2 separate regions of the Gossypium arboreum genome follow, and region 1 is linked to region 2. Evidence: chromatin contacts called from public Hi-C data. All regions are on one chromosome and are shown on one strand. Each heading gives the region's core, a stretch centred on a gene start, on an enhancer-like site or on the middle of the called end of the contact. The rest is flanking DNA. Distances are from core to core; before and after follow the strand shown.

Region 1 (2,700 bases), core at 110-2,609, 970 kb after region 2:
TTTGAAGAGTAAGCCTATCAATTACAGTCCACATTCACTAATATAGCTTTCATAGTTCCTAATGCATATACGATAAGGATACTCACATTTGATTAGTTAAAGCTAGAAAAGCAATAACCAAATGCACAATCCCGAACTCAAATAAGAAAGCTCATCTGCTCATAAAAATGTGAATTGTATCTTGCCTCAAATAGATTTCTAATCCTAGCAGCAAAAATGCTTCTAAATAGTATAAGGACTAGCTGCTGCTGCATTAAGATTTTTAATCCTTCAGATTTGGTAGGTTCATGGCATCACTGTCAAACGCAATGAAGTTACAAGCACTATTTTGGAATCCATATAACATCCAAACCCTATTACATTATCTAATTCTCTATCTTTCTTTAATCATTTAATGACCAAAGAACAGTTTTTTATAATTTCAATTTGGTTTTTCATATCAAACTAGCTACACTAACATCGGGTTTGATTAGGATTACATTTTGTTTTTTCCATTGGTTATGTACTCATGCTTTCAAATAAATATTTCAACTATCATTTATTTGATTTTTTTTTCATCCAAAAATAAAGTAATAAACCTTAAACTAAACCCATCTTTACTTTTTCCTCTAAAAAGAAGAACTTGAACCAGACCCAAAATTAAGCAACAAAAGTAAATAATTTTTTGAAAAAAATTACCTGCCATCAAACAAAGCATCAAAAACGAAAGAAACCAAGTGATGATCGGGATTCTGCTCGTCTACTTCCAGCTTCAACGTATCCTTGTGCACGTTCACATCATTCCTCACTTTCTTGGCATTATAATGCTCCACATAAGGAGGTGGCGGCTGAGGCGGCACCGCCGCCACGGCATGAGCACGAATCGGGGGCCAGGCACTAGCCTGGTTGGCGAAATATGGAGGATATTGAATAGGGTAACGACCCATGACAGGGTTTGAGTAACAGCAGGGGTTGTAGGGTGGGGAACAGTAGTAATTGTTGGGAATTGGAGGCGGTGGGGGTGGAGGATGCGCAGGATAAGGGTGGCTAGTAGAAGGCTGGGATGGCGGTGGAGGTGGCGGAGGAGGAAGGGAAGTGGGTTCTTGGGGATAATAGAAAGGTGGAGGAGGTGGAGGGCCATGGAGGTAAGCTTGGTTTCTCCTCCGGTTGCTATTGCTTGTGTTGCTCCATGAGATGCCCATGTTTGGAGAGAAAGAAAGTGAAAGGGAAAAAAGGAAAATTTTCCAAGAAAATGGACAGCTGAGGAAGAGAGTTGCTTTTATTTCTTAGTTTGGTGAAACCAATGAAAGTTCCTAACACTCTAATTCATTATTGACTTTTTTGCTTTTAAGTCTGTGTTTAAATTTCTATTTTTCTGTAATAATAAAATTTTTATTACAATTTTATTAGGCTTTGAATACATCTTAGAACTCTGGCCTGATAGGTCTATTTTAATTTGGGTGGGATTTAAATAATGATTTTTCTATTTTAATTTAATTCAATTTGACTTGAATTCAATTTAAATAATAAAATTTATTTTAAATTAAATTTTAATTATAAAATATATAAAATAATAATAATTTAAAAAATATTTTTAAATAGTATAAGGTGTATTTTTTTTACTAGCTCAACTGACCTTAAAACTAACCTGAGTTTGAAAAATATTTTAGAACTAAGCCTTCACCCATTCACATCTCTAATTTTGTGTTCTAAATTCTATTTTATATAATTATTGGTCAAATTTAGGGTTGATAAAAAATCTAATTAAATGGGTTTCGACTCAATGTGATACGATAGAATCGGCTTTTTAGATTTGATTTAAGAGCGGGCCTTGATCTCCAATTAATTAGATAGATTTGTATTTAGGAAAAATTCGTCCTGTCCCACTTTGTCCTCAGATAATTATCAAAATATTATTTAATATATAATAGAGTTAAATATAAAATTGGTAATCGAATTTGTCCACTTCTTCCATATTGGTACTGTTTTTTTTGTCCCAGATTAGTACTCGAACTTTTTTTCGTCAACTAGTTTGATATTTTTTTTAACATCGTTAAGTCTGGAACAAGTGACAATACCGGACAATGACATATGTTATTAGTGACATTATGATATTGTTATCATCTAAAAATTAAATTAAAAATTATTAATAAATAAAAAATATATACAAGAATAATAAAAATATATTGCACCTTTTCTTTTCTTTCTCGATTTTTTTTTCTTTCATTTCCCATATTTGTCCTCATCTTATTCTTTTCTCCTTCGTCCTCCCATAGCCTACCTTAGATCCCATTGATGTAGTTTCTTGCAAGCAAACAAAATTGTTGCACACTGGGGGTACCAATTTCAAACTTGAGGGTATTTTTTTTTTTTTTTTTGTTTCTTGATATTCTAATTGGTTTTGTTGAATATCTATTTCGAGTATTCAATTAAGTATTTTAGTTGTTTTCATATTTATATGTTACCTTAAATCAAAATATTATTGTGTTATTGACAGATGTTCTTTAATTTTCTTCAAATTTATTTGCAAAATCTTATAAATTCTTAGAAAATGCTATCCTTTAACATGAAACAGCCCTTGGTGGAAATAAAATCGATAAAAACTCAAGTTGAACACATCCAACTCAAATAGAAAACAAATAATAAAAGCTCTTGTAAGACAAATAAATGAAGCAGGAGATGAAAGACAGTGCAAGCAAAAGAAAATGGAACAAATTTATG
Region 2 (2,700 bases), core at 158-2,657:
GAATATAAAGCTACTCGTCCAAAGAAAGAGGGGGCTAAATTGAGGAAATTGCAAAAGAAAGGGTTATACCAAAGATTATCAGCGAAACACAATGTGCCTTGGTGGAAGGTTGACAATTTTTTTATGGAATCTTGTTGGCTAAGGAAATCTTGCACTGAATGACTAAATCCAAGGAGAATGAAGGGGGATTATGCTTATGATTGCGTTGGTTGGGACTTGTTAGATCGTAGAGAGGCGAAATGATTCGTAGCTGTGTTGAATTGTCTGTTCTATCAAATTAATGGCGATTAATCAAGGCTTTCTGTCGGGTGGTCTGCAAGTCAAATCTGATAAGCTTGTATGACCTTTATAGGTGCAAGCCTGGTGTTATTGGATGATTGTTGTCACTTATAGGTGCAGATCTTTTTCCCTTGGTTTTGTAATCTGGAATATTGTACCACCGCTTTTACCATGACCGTTTCAATAAATTTGTTTCTAGCTTAAAAGAAATTTCATTAAAAGAGAAGAAAGAATGATTCGGGAGGAGAAAGTGTAAAAAACTTTTTGAAATTTTTTAATTTAATTTTATTTTATTTTAATTTAAAAGTGTCACGTGTTATAAAATAATTGTTTAAAAAGATTTTTTAATGGTCGAGATAATTTGGACAATAGACTATGGTTTAGGTATGACTGCAGGCAACAAAGTCTAGTTTAAGTATCTCTTGTAAGAAAAAAAAAGTTTAGGTATAAATTTGAAAAAAATAGTATAGTTTAGGTATCACTTTAAGTAATGGGATATAGTTTAGACATCACTTGTGATAAAAAAATTAGATACCAACTTAAAAATTTAGATATCATTTTGTGATTTAAGTCTAAAAATTACTACATTTAAAGTATTAAGTAATATTTTAAAAAAATTATTAATGATAAATTTTAAAAATAGTAAATCAAAAGTCAAAAGAATTTAATCGCCAAAAGTCAAAAGTGTGATAAGTTTATTAGAATTTAGAATGAAGGGAATAACTACTGACCCTTTAATCAAAACATGTCATCATAAAACAACACGTGGACAAAACAAGTAATATAAACTACATTCATGGCTTATTTTATTTTATTAGACAATTTATTTACTCACTATAAAGACAGTGCATGCATGAAAGACATATATAGAGTAGTAAGAAGAGGGGAAAATGCATGAAAAATAGGTAAAGGCAGTTAAAAGATGAGCAAAATTACATGAGGAAAGGCTGTAATTGTTCCAAGATAATAAACGTGAGCTCTACGTAATGACACTTATTTCTAAAGAGTAAACCAAAGCAACCCTCACGAGACTGCATCCCACAGCATTTATTTCCCAACTAAGTCATCAGCCACCACTTTCCCAACTATATTTTAATATTCTTATATATATATATAAACCCCACCAAACAAAAAAAACAACTTCATGTCAAAGCATTACATCTGAAAGATCCATCACATACATATATAAAAGATAAAAACCCTAGTTGAGAATTGAACTCTTTGTGAACATGTCTCATATTGCTGTGGAGAGAAATAGGAGAAGGCAAATGAATGAGCATCTCAAAGTTTTGCGTTCCTTAACCCCTTGTTTCTATATTAAGAGGGTAACTTAACTCTTCCTTCTTTTTTTCCTTTTATTTTCGATCGATATCAAGATTGCGAGATTGAACCCTAATTGTCTTTCTCTTTCTTAATTTCTTAATTTTTAGGGTTTCATTTTTTCTTTTTTTGTTTCTATAGGGTGACCAAGCATCGGTCATAGGTGGTGTGATAGAGTTCATCAAGGAGTTGCAACAAGTTTTACAAGCTTTGGAATCGAAGAAACAAAGGAAGAGCTTAAGCCCTAACCCTAGTCCAAGTACCCCAAGGCCACTACCTTTGCCCGCAAAACCTAACCATTCTCCCATTGGATTCGAACCGGTGGGAGATGTCGGTGCTTGTTGCAACTCATCGCTTGCGGATGTTGAAGCAAGGATCACCGGATCCAACGTCGTCCTGAAGATCGTGTGCGGACGAATACCCGGTCAAATTCTGAAGATAATAGCTGTGCTTGAGAAATTTTCATTTGAGGTTCTTCACGTCAACATCAGCAGCATGGAAGACACTTTTTTATACTCCTTTGTCATCAAGGTATGATCATTATCTATTTGTTTCAACCACAGTTGTTATTGCCGGCATTAAATAATGCGTCAGAGTTTTAATGGACTTGAATTTGCTAGGAATTAATTTGATATTATTGTTGGCGTCGAGGGGTTTAGGGTTTATACCCCTTTTGTCATAAAGGTATGTCCATTGTATTAAGTAATACGGGACATGGAACACGAATTTGATAATATTGCAGTACTAATTTGACGAATATATTACTGGTAATTTAGGATTTAGGGGTTATACTCTTTTTGTCATAAATTTGTCAATGTATCAAAGAATTAATTTGATAATAAATATCACGTGTGCTTTGTATCAAGAAATAATCAATGAAAAATTGTTATTTTCCATTATATTCATGAACTATGGTTTCAACTCTAACTAATTATCAATGGGATATTAGATTAATAAAAATAACTAATGTTCTCCGGCCACTAACAAATGCTTTATATATATATATATATATATATATATATATATATATATATATAAAACAATGTTAAATATATGAGTAGAAGATGAGAGATTTTACTTCTTATTATTATTATTTTGATA

The links. A called contact is a pair of places that touch in the nucleus more often than the background predicts.
Region 1: a contact with region 2 is called in a Hi-C map of leaf, with 3 times the contacts expected there. The contact joins the promoter of LOC108457208 here to the promoter of LOC108456224 in region 2. A contact is called at or near these places in 2 of 5 Hi-C or Micro-C datasets (both in leaf).

The regions. Positions count from the first base shown.
Region 1 is chr9:54,237,228-54,239,927 of ASM2569848v2, forward strand. LOC108457208 (probable E3 ubiquitin-protein ligase LUL4) reads right to left here and starts at 1,360. Exons shown (of 4, transcript XM_053019314.1): 1 at 679-1,360. The coding sequence starts at 1,181.
Region 2 is chr9:53,264,081-53,266,780 of ASM2569848v2, forward strand. LOC108456224 (transcription factor MUTE) reads left to right here and starts at 1,408. Exons shown (of 3, transcript XM_017754821.2): 1 at 1,408-1,604; 2 at 1,741-2,130. The coding sequence starts at 1,509.